2 separate regions of the Hordeum vulgare genome follow, and region 1 is linked to region 2. A link is a contact called in public Hi-C data. All regions are on one chromosome and are shown on one strand. The core of a region is the stretch at or near the end of the contact, and the rest is flanking DNA. Distances in the headings are between cores, read along the strand shown.

Region 1 (5,839 bases), core at 1,800-4,299, 440 kb before region 2:
ATCAATATATACAATAATTTCCGCGAGATACGTATCTTCCAAGTGGCAGCGAAATATTCTACCATGTTAGCACAAGAGAAAAAACACACGTGTAGTCTCCTAAGGAGCTGGCGATTAACAAGAGCAGCCTAACTAGTGCCGCAGCTCCAGTATTCCGAGATGGACGTCTGATTAACCCACACAGTTTAATATTAGGTCGACCGGTCAGAAGAAGAAAGGCAGGAAAAGAAAAAATGTGCATGTCTGGTCAAATGGAGAGACTTTGTCCATCAAGATATTCGCTGTCGAATCTTGGGGAGATATACTCCAGATTCCAGGCTACAATGCTTGTACTATATGTTATCTTGTCGATCGAAGCGTGGAATCTTGCATCGAGATCATCTATCCTGTTACGGTTTAGTTAACAAGGGAATGTGGCCCAAACGGTGGGCAAAAGCCAGTTATGGCTAGGATGATTAAATTAGTGCGCAAGAGGCATTTTCTGGCTTAGATATGACCAAGGTTAGGTGTTCCAACATGGCAGCTAGCTAAGGTTCTGATTCCGCTGGCAACTGGCCCTACTGGCCAATCAGGAGCCACTGATAAGTAAACTTCAACTCCAGATTTGATGTAGTAGGAGTATATCCCGTTTTCCAAAATAAGAGTTGAGTAGTTTTTTATAGTAGTTTTATTCCATATATGATTTTGTCTAAGTTTCAGTGTTTTCATATCCCAAAGCCAAGTAAACCAATAATACTAGTACTATTATTTTTGTGGTAAAATGTTTTTTGTGGGGCGTGAATGTGATAAATTGTCTGAGAAATTCTCTAGATAAGTATGCATGAAGGCCATGCATACTCTCTCTTTTCTTTGGCAGAGATGTCTCTTACCCGTCATGTAGTATTTTGATCTCCATTTTATTCGCATAAAACTTAGCCAGAGAAAATAAAAATAAACAGTCGCATATTCGATGCTGGCCTTATCAGATTCCGTGGCTTGCAGGGAAGAACAATGATAGAAAAGATCGTAGACGCAAAGGTGAATCTCCATAGCTGTCAATGGGAAGCTTCTCTTCCCGGTGGAAAAATGTTTTTCTTCATTGGATTGGAGTAGGACAGGCAAGAAGAGATGGGAGAGAGAATAGCAGTCCGTAGTACCACAGCTAAAAACTAATCTACAACTGTACTGTGCTACGTAACACACAAGGGAATATCGAGGGGCCGTCTGTATAGCGATCCGAATCTACCCTTTGCCCCCTGGAAGCAGCGAGGGGCCGTTTGAGGAGCTGTGCGGCGTCTCCTGTGACCCCAGGAAACCAGGGGATGGCATTGTCATTGCCGCGCCAACCACCGCCCTGCTTGCAGCGCAGCGCAGCGCAGCGCAGCGCAGCTGCTGGGTAGCGTTTGTACGTCCACTCGTTGATTGGGTTTTTGGATCCCTTTCCCTTTCCCTTTCCCCTTGTGATCCACGATCATGAATATTCCAGGGCCTGCCTGATCTGGATTGCTGCTTCCTACAAGTCAATTATTGGCCCCTGTACTGTACCATCATCTCTATGGAAAACGTTTCTTCCGTTAAGAACAACAAATAATCTGTTCGCACCTGCTACTATTTCCATGTTTGTTTCCTCAGCAAAATCGACGGCGATTTGGGGTTGAATGCGTTGGTACAAGAAACTCGAGCGCCAAAGATTTACTACTTCACGTTTAAAAAAAGATTTACTACTTTAGAACACGGACGATCCATTTCGTTCGTCCGTGTCTGATTGGGCCGTCGCGGAAAGAAAGTCGATTCAATGCGTCGACCCAAACAGACACGCATCCGCTTTTCGTCCGTCCGTGATTCATTTTCAGCCTAAATTTAGACGGCATTTGCGTAGTCGCGGACACGCTCGTCATCCCGCCCTTTTCTTTTCCTGGACCGTCAATCGATGGCACGTACACCGGCATCTTCCTCCTTCGCCTCCAAAACAACCCCCCCCCCCCCCCCCCCCCGTCGCCTCCCACCCGTACCGCCTGTTTCCGCCATTGTCACTAATCCGCACCACGGACTCCTTCCGTCAAGCTCCGCCACTCCGCCACTTTTTCTCGGCAGGAAGCTCCTCTCCGGCCGGTGTCTTCCACAACGCGTGCAAGGTGTTCAACGCTTTGCCTAAGATACAAATGGACTTTGATGATGAGTTTTTTTCTACAACTTTTTTTGGACTCAGATGATTCTTCATCTAATGATGGGGAGATGGTGACGGTTGTGTTGGTCGTCCATGACCACATAAGTATGAAGGGGCCACAGTTCAAGGGCTTCTTGCCGGGGCACATGCCGACGCTGAATTGCAACCGAGAGAATGGTTATTTTCTAGTGTGGAAAAACTATTTCGATACTACAAATCCGCTCTTCAAACATCACTTGTTTGATCGTCACTTTTAGATGACTAGACATGTTTTCAACCTTATTTAAAATGGATGGATTCATGTCGGCAACTCGTAGATGTATCGGTAATCTTTTATTTTAAATGTATTGACTATGAGATATATTTATAATTTTTAAACTATGCAACGTTTTGTATTGAACATCTATTAATCTGGGACATTTGTAATATTTATCAATTCGATAAAAAATGACCACAAGGCTGTCGCACGGGCAAAAACTAGAACGACGCGTTGGACACACTTTTGATTCATTTACAGAAAAGGATGGACGAACCGACTCAAACGAACAAAACGCAAACAAAACGCGCGTCCGTTTGGGTAGCGCAGTTGGAGTTGCTCTTATTTTAAGAATCTTGAAGCCTTGATTTTCAAGAAGGTACATCGCAACACACGCCATGTCTGTCCATCCAATTCATCGTGTCCATCAAGCTTGGAATACAAATCCACCTATTGGAGACATGCTTCTAATGGAAGCTCACATCAATATGGTGACAATAATTGCAGCACATGCATATATACCTCTGCCTCTCTAGTCTCTACCATTCCTCCATCTATCGTATCGTCTCATGTGGCAGGAGGAGAATCATCTGCACTAGCAAGAAAGGGACCAAGGGATGCAACACAGAGGTTGCCATCACCACAAAGGAGGAGGAGAACCCAATTCAGCCATGCATGCAATGCAATTGGAAGCATATTTTAGCCCATCATGCACTGCGTGCACCGGGAATCTAATCCAATCCACCACCACTGAAAAGAAAATGCCGGCCATGTCCTTTGATGGTACTACTCCTTGCATCCTCCACCTCCACCTTTTGAGTGGTGGGATGTGAGAGATTCCTCAGCCAAATGCATGCACACATCCAAAGTGATTTGCCTAATTTCTCTCTCTCTCCCTCTCTCCCTCCCTCTCCTCTTGCTTGCCTTAGAATCTACCACTACGAAAAGGTGGCAAAAGATCACACATCATGTGGTACTATGCTATGGATTCTCTCTCGACACGATGTGTAAAGTTTCTCTTTCCATAAAACAAATTTCTAATGCTCCATTCGAAATCCAGTTGCAGAAATTTTGTTGAATCCGGAGCCAAATCTTTTCAACATTAGAAATGATATAGTTTTATTTATCTTTCCAAGGTGAAGGTTATACCTCATGACCTCGTGCATTCATGGATGCACACAACCATCATATTATATATATATATATATATTTTTAGAAACGAGGCAAAAGATTTGTCATTTGCATTAAATAAAAAGAAGAAAATTGCCCGATTAATTAACGAAAAATAGGGCTAAAACCGATATAGAACATAACCCATATGAAATGGACACCACCTGTCAACCTAGCCACCAACATGAGATCCGAAGCTACAAAGAAGAAAGACAACCGTCGTGGAGCCGCGAGCGTCGTCGTCATCACCGGTTGCCCCGAACGGGCGACTCCGACTTCACCAACTAGCTCCAACATCGAAGCCATCCCGCAAACAGCTGCAAAAACCACGACGACACATGCCATCGGATGACCACACGCGCGAGTAGTCGACAGCTCCGACCTTGACGATGAGAATCACCAAGGAAATATGCAGGACTTGCGCCGACCGCGACCTTCGCAAACAACCACCGAGCGCCCGTCATCGTCACCGCCTGGACTCGCTCCACCGCAGCTCCGACTTCAAGCAACTAACGGAAGATCACCTCAGACGCACCGGAAAGAACCGACGACCAAAGTCCACGCCCAGACCCGGGCTCCTCACAACGTCATCACCGTTGCCAAACAGAAACCAGCGCCCCACCTCAGCAAACCATGCAATGAAGACACCGCCAACCCTGGCGAAGATGCCGCAACCACACTAGTCTCCCAGTCGTAGCCGGCTCCGAGACGATGCCCCCAACAGGGAAAAGAAGCAGCGATGCCTCCATCGCCCGATCCACCGGATCTGAGGTTTCCCTCCGGAGCTCAAGCCATGGGGAGGAGCAGCACACCTCCACAACGACGCTTCCAAGAAAGATAGCGGCACCCATGGGCGTTGCCGTCGCAGGCTCCGATGAGGACCGAAGCTGTGCTGAACATCCACCGCCACCGACCGCCGCCTACCAACCACCAGTTGTCGAGGCACCTCCTTCTGACCACGGGATCCCACGATCCACCATGGCCAGGCGCACCGCCCTCTGGCCAAAGCCACCACCACCAAGTTCGGGGCCGCTGCCCCGGCAACCGCAGATCTCCAGAGCTTGTCCATCGCACACCACCGCGGCCCTCAGCCAGGACAACCTCCGACGGGCCAGAACCGGCCGGAGATGGCCAGATCTGGAAGGCCGCCACATCTGACGAGGAGCACCCGGGTTCGCACATGAGGAAAAGGGGGCCGCCACCCCACCGAGACCTGCCGGAGGAGAGCCACCGCGCGACGCAGAAGGCCAGTCTGGCGCTGATGACGCCTTGCCGCGAGAGGCCGCGGAGGCCGACCTCCCCTGTCGCGAGAGCGCACAGCAGGGCAAGGAAACGCATTGCCGCCGCTGTCTGCTGGTCGGGCTTAGCCCGCCGGCTTCCTCTGGTGACGGCGAGGGGGGAGGGAGCAGGGGAGGGGGCGGCTAGGGTTCCGCCCGAGCCGCTGCCAGGAGCGAAGCGGGCATGGGGAAAACTTTTCCACGATGGGGCGTTTATTTTTTATTTCTAAAATTTGAGATAAGAATGTCAAAACATCTTACAAAGAAGGTACAATAAATGTAGAATACATGCGGCTAAGACATCATATTTCCGCAATAAACACCTTCACGAAACAAGTACATACTTGCGCCTATGTTGGATCCAATGAGTAGGATAGGGATTTTCATCCTGGATGTTGGATCCAACGAGCATCAACACAACGACAATGCCTTCAATAAGAATATGATGCTGGTTTATTGTTTTCGGATCCAACCAACAAATGGTAGCATGCAAGTTTTCACCTCGGATATGGAGTGATGTTCAAGTCACTCTCTTGATGGTGGATCTTCCAATAGCCGCTTCATTGATTACTCTTGGAAAAAAAAATCCATTGTGGTGTCCTCTATAAATAGCAGCCTAGGTCAACATCGAGCCGAGGCTTCTCGATATGTTGTTTGAATATACTCGTCAAAGGAGAGCGCCTGGAGAGTGTACCTTCTCGGTATAGTCGTCTCGAGGAGGAGGTGGATTCCATGATGAAGATGTCTATACTCGTTGCGTAGGGGGTGCATCGATAATTTACAATGTAGGATCGTACTAAGGGTGAGGAGTCGTCCATGAGCTTCAGTCAAAGCCATAAATGATGAATGGGGCGAAGGCCTTGGCAAGGTTTGTGGAGCTAAAGACTCGAGCGGCACCCCTTCCTGTTGGAGTCCTTGTTGCTGGTACAAAGGCGAGGGTGGTCAGGGTTGTGATTGAAATCCACTCGGTATAGGCCCGTGACATTGTTC
Region 2 (6,204 bases), core at 1,711-4,210:
CTTCTTTTCAGTTTGTATATAAAATAGCAAAATGGTCTGTGCGTTGCAACGGAAGAAAGAATACCACATGCTTTTAATTTATAAAAAATGATCTATAATCTGAGAATTTATAGTTACGGCACAAACAAAAATGGTCTTATCCTACAAATGTGGAGTTCAAAATTCCACATGTCTTCTACTTCAACACGGCTTGCATGTATATTTAACACGTACAAAGAAACGGGCAAGTGACCTTTAATTTCATCTCCAATCCTAATTTTGTTGAGATGTTCATCCTCAATCCGGATCAATACCGGCATGAAAGAAAGATGAATAATGCATTATTTATTAAAACTGCATTCTAGCTAGTCTTTTTTTAAATTAACAGGTAAAATAACATCATATGCAGATTCTACATATTTTTCTAATCAAATTTCACATATAACATGTTAAATTTGGTGTTACGGTTTAAAGATATGAGTATTTAAAAAAAAATATACTATGTGTTTAATGTCAGAAACATTAGGTTTTTTTTTATAAAATAGCATGACGGACTAAGAATACCTATTTTCTATATTAGTAGATATATATATTTCCGAGGAGCTTTGTTGGCGCGACGCAATAGAGCAGACCGGGACGGAGTTCCTGCCGGTGAGGGAGGACATGCGTACAATGTCAGCAAAAGGGCCCGTGCGTTGCAACGGGTGAAAAACAATTATAATCTTCAATGATGCTGATCATATTCTGCCTTTAAAATTTTAAGACATTTCTTGAAATGCATGAACATTTTTGAATTAGCAAACATTTTTTTCAATTGCACTCAAAAAATAATACACGATCTTTTTTTTCAAAATCATGGAATTTTATTGTTTTCACCAACATTGTTCTCAAAATTATGAACATTTTTCTGAATATGCGAATATTTTTACAAAACTCCCAAGCATTTTTTGAATAAACAAACATTTTATGTTTTCTTCAAACTTTTATTTCAAAATTCTAAATTTTATAAATTGCAAAAGTTTTTCAAAGTTCTAAATTTTTTAAATTAAAGAATGGAACAGAAAAATGAAAATAAAAAACGAGACTAAGAACAGAGGCACGAACTGTTTTTAAGATTTTTACACGGACTTTTGTTTAAAATCGTTGACTTTTTTTATTTTATGGAAACATTTTTCAAAACTCCTGAGTAGTTTTTGAATTCTCAAAAAAATTATGTTTTTTTGAATATTTTATTTCGAAATTCTCAGTTTCTTAAAATTGAGAAAAGTTATTTTAAATTCTAAATTATTTAAAGTAGAAAAACAAAATGAAACTGAAAAGGTAAATTAAAAACTAAACTAAAAAAAACAGGCGACGCGCATGGGCCGGCAGAAACAGGTGCGCTGCATCTTTTTTCAATGCCTAGAGCGTAATATAGGAGGGACCTACATGGCTGGCCCAGTCCGAAAATTTCCTGTTTCAAACGTCTTTTATGACTTATAGATGGCATTGGTGGATAATTTTAACCAACTTTAGGGGCAATTTGAATGACGTACGACAGAAGCATTATTTGCTTTATTAATAGGTAAGATAAGATTTGTTTGGAGTCAAATTTTATAAAATTTGACCAACTTTATCTGAAACAATATCAACATTGATAGTACGAATTCAATATCATTGAATACATCATGAAATTAATTTTCTTACAATATAACTTTCAGGGACGGAGCCCAATAGGACCACCCTGTGGCACATGCTACATGGTCCAAATACGTTTTTAGTACTGATTACCAGGTATAAAGCTCAAGGCATCAGGTAGGCAAGCAGAAGTGCTACACGGCCCATGAAATCTGTCTTTAGAAGGCTCTCGTGCTCAACGCTGATCCATTCGATCCGTGTACTGCCACTTATGTACGTTGCAGCCCACATCAAGAACGTTTGCTGCACACGGTAGGCACTTATGCACGCACGCACGATCAATCGATCCGGCTATATGATGAACATAGCAAATCCATCCCTTGATTAGGGTTTGCTCAAAGAACAATTGATTAGGAAACCGTCTCCTCTCGTCGGCTTTTGTTGTCCCGACTTTCGAACAGCCGAGAACAACCAACGATCGCAGCGGTGGCCGCCGGCAAGTGATCCACATATACCCCATGTCTATATCGATATGATTGACATTTGATTTGATCTGTTCCGATGCCGAGCGGCCAGGCGCCCGGCACATGGCCACGCGGCTACCCGCAGTTACGACATCCTGCGAGGAAGTAAGGCAAGCCGGCTCCTGTTACTTGTCTTCCCTCTCTTCTAGATGTTTTTCTTCTACAGATTACAATCATGACTCCCTCGATTCTAATTGTGCTTCGTATATAATTTTATGTGTTATTTTCCCTAAAAAATTACAAGTTGTAAAGATTGTACTGAATTAAACCCTATTTAAATATATTTACATGAATGTGTTTTTGCTAAACGTGGGGCATCGGACAGTGTTTTAACACTAATAACTATATATATAGTTCATGTCATGCAAGTTTTTTTATTTTATCATTATATTAAAAAAATGCATTTTGTATTTATACATCAACGTAGTTTATGTCTGAAATACATCCTTATCCAGTGCATCGGTGCTTGAAAAATATTTAGTATATCGGTGCTTGAAAAATTTATACTATGGTTAAATGGTGCATCAGGGTCACATTAGCTCCAGCTCCGAACTTTAGTATTGGAGATGTTGATTGTTTTTAATATATGTTGGTAATTTTTGAGTAGTTTGACTACAAACAAGTCTTATAATTCAAGTAAAAAAGAAACGAAGGGAGTAGTAGAAATAATTGATCACTAGAGCAGTCGGCCAGCCCTTCTTTGAATCCATGAGAAACCGTAGCTGATTTGTACATTGATTTAAAAAGAAAACGAGATGACACCCTAGCCCCTGATCAGCCCGAGGGCTTAACACCATCGATCAACAGCCCAACCCATAACTAGCTGGCCTGTAGACGCTCCTATCAACAAGTCACGGGGAGCAGTCTGGTCCGAAGCAAACCACCCGAACCTGACGTTTGAGTAATTGCGTTGTCCATAGGAAGCATGCAAGCAAAAGAATGCTATGAATATGTCTTTGCATCCCTCAAAAAATAAAAAATTACCTCCACCATTTTCAAATATAAGTTTTTCTAAATGTTTCACTAAAAAATTACATACGAATATATATAGATATACTTTAGAGTGTAGATTCAATCATTTTGCTCTATGTATTTAGTGAATTTCTCTATGAAACTTATACTTCTTCGGCCCGAAAATAATTGTCATAAGAATGAATATACCTAGATGTATTTTTTTAGATACATTTATTTTTATATATTTATGTGACAATTAATTTCGAAGAGTATTTAAAAAGGGAGCACGTATGCTATGTCTTTGCAAGGGAACGCGGTCAGAGGGTTCCGAGTCTTCTAACGGCTAGTGAATGTCCATAGCATGGAGCAATGATACTGCGCTGACATGCATGGCAGCATGGTTAATCACCGTGTTCCTAGCTTACTCTAGGCGAATGCTGTCTTGCCGCAAGTATCCAAACTTGGCTGTGGTCAGCTATGTGATGATGACTCCACGCAATGTTCAAGTGCCCTCCTCGCGTGGAGCTATGGATTGCGAGAAAGAAGTAGCAGCTACCAAATAAGTCTGCACTACTGGAAAATGACGTATAATGACTTATAAGTGAACAGAAATTAGTGCCGATCGAACAAGTCATTAAAGCTATTTTGAAAAGTTAGCAGTGACGACATTAACGGACGAGAACGCTCCTTGGTCGCTCCCGCGGGTGGCGAGGAGCGAACCATAGCCGTCGCGCGTGTCACACCTCACCGCCCCTCGCCACCGTCGGCATGCGTCATCAGGCAAAGCCTGCACTACGCGGTGGCGGCATGGCCATTTTCTCCTCCCGCTCGAGTTGGGCGGTGCGGTATGGCCACTCCAACGGGCGCTTGGGTGCGATGGTCGCGCTCGCGCGGCGAGGGAGCGGGGGTGATGGGGGAGAGACGCTTGATGGTGCATCGCGGGCGTGGCAATGGTGCCACAGAGAGTGATGTTCAAGACGCGACGTTAGTTGCGGTAGTCGGCACTTCTTCGACGTGTTCGTGGGATGGCCTTGGCTGGTTTGTTGCTGTCAAGTTAAAGTTGCGACGGCGGGGCCTAGTGATGTACGATGACAGGTTGTAGGTGGTTCGTTCAGTGATCTTCCAAGACATCAATCTTGCTTGGTTCTCCTTCGTAGCTCTCTGTTGGTGTGAGAGTTGTGTTTGTCTTTTCACAATGGGTGAGGTCGCGCACGGATCTTCATGTGTCTCCACACAACCTTTTCATTGTGGGTTGGTTCGACGATCATCTATCGTCGTTTCTCAGAGTTTGGGGTGGCGATGACACCTCTAAGGGAGAAGCGATGATGATGACGTTGTTGTGCTGTCTTGATGAGACCCTCTTTGGATTGGCATGTGGGGGTTTCTTTTGTGCGCCGCTTAGCGAGTTGTGATGGTTTTCGTATGGTTTTTCATCAATTAACCGAGCAACTCTTTGTGCTTTTAATGGATGAGGCAAATCATTTGCCTTCATTTTGAAATAAAAAGTTAGCAATGGCGGGTGTTAAACAGATAACGTCACAAGTAGTTCAAAAGCAATGGTTGGCATTTGTGCTGCCAGCCACAAGTGCGCACTTCTCATATGTTTTGTACATAACTCACCTATGGCAGGATTGAGGATACGCCCGCCACAAGGACATATACTAGCAGTGTCAGGCAATACCTACCGACAGCTAATACCTACCGATAGCCACTAGTTGGCCTTGCCCAATGATCACTGTTCACATCATATAACTATGGCAGGTAATTAAGTACGCCCGCCACAGCTAGACTCGTCCACTATGGAAGTTGGAATCTCCTCGATCCCCTCCCCCCAAACCACCTTTCCCTTTTCCAAAAATGCAATTTAATATCTGATCTCCATACTCATTCGCCCCTACCCCCAACCCCCATGCCTCATTGTTGTCGCGCCCCTCCTCCGCCCCCGTGCCACGCTCGCCGTCGCGATTGTTTTCCTATGTTGCGTTCGCCCTTGTCGTCGCATGCCTCCTCCATAACGTCCCCTTCTTGCTGCTACGACCCAGCCATACCCTAGTTCGGACCCTCGTCTGTCGGGGACCTCTTTTGCCACAGACCCCTCATCTTGGGGACTCCTCCGCCTCCGCCCCTCGTGCATGGGCCTCTCCTCCTCCGCCGCCACCTAGACGCCATGGCGTCCTCCACTAATAGTCGGGGCGAGACACCGCCGTCGGCAGCGGACTCCTCCACTTCTGAGGCTGGTACAAATCCCTTCTCCGCCTCATGCTCAAGCAGTTTAGAGGTAAATTTTGGACTCGTACCGATTATATTGTCACTCTAGGAATTAAATTTGGACTAAAAAACAATTTTATCCTACTACTAGCTAAATACCTATGCGTTGCGACGGAACAAACAATAGGGTTGGCACTATTCCTAGAGCATATTTAAGTCTTTCTTGTTCACTACATTAGCAATGAATGATGACACTTGTATGTTTGTTATTCTTGAAAATAATCATCTCATGACGCATATGGACTTGAGAGAAGAAACACATCATCAAAAAGTTCTTTTGCAGAAGTTGATACATCTCCACCGTATCTATAATTTATAAAGTATTCATGCCATGTTTATAATAATTTTATACGATTTTGGTATGATTTGTATTTAGAACTAACCCGGACTGATGTTGTTTTCAGCAGAACTACTGTGGTTTTGTTTTTGTGCAGAAATAAGAGTTTTCGGAATGAGCTGAAAATTTACGGAGAATATTTTTGGAAAATGTAGAAAATACTGGTGAAAGAATCAACCAGAGGGGTTCCACCACCAGGCCACAAGCCAGGGACGCCCCCCTAGGGCGTGCCCCGTGTCTTATGGGCCCCTCGGGCACCGCCTTGACGTGAGACCGATGTCAAAAATTCCTATAAATCAAGAAACCTCTAGAAAGAAACCTAGATCGGGAGTTCCATCGCTACAAGCCTCCACATCCACGAAAAACCAATCGGGAGCCCGTTCCGGCACCCTGTCAGAGGGGGAAACTATCACCGGAGTCCATCTTCATCATCTCGGCGGTCTCCATGACGAGGAGGGTGTAGTTCACCCTCAGGGCGGAGGGTATGTACCAGTAGCTATGTATTTGATCTCTCTCTCTCTTGTG

What was found. A called contact is a pair of places that touch in the nucleus more often than the background predicts.
Region 1: a contact with region 2 is called in a Hi-C map of leaf, with 2.6 times the contacts expected there. The contact joins two enhancer-like sites. A contact is called at or near these places in 2 of 6 Hi-C or Micro-C datasets (leaf and seedling).

Annotation. Positions count from the first base shown.
Region 1 is chr2H:372,555,086-372,560,924 of MorexV3_pseudomolecules_assembly, reverse strand. No RefSeq gene overlaps it. Among protein-coding and RNA genes, the nearest start is that of LOC123430106, 7.0 kb to the left of the region's middle. Within about 2 kb of position 3,049, at least 1 of the 3 cell types and tissues checked has open chromatin away from gene starts, as enhancers often do. A contact at or near this core is called in leaf, where this site is marked.
Region 2 is chr2H:372,113,622-372,119,825 of MorexV3_pseudomolecules_assembly, reverse strand. No RefSeq gene overlaps it. Among protein-coding and RNA genes, the nearest start is that of LOC123426316, 290 kb to the left of the region's middle. Within about 2 kb of position 2,960, at least 3 of the 3 cell types and tissues checked have open chromatin away from gene starts, as enhancers often do. A contact at or near this core is called in leaf, where this site is marked.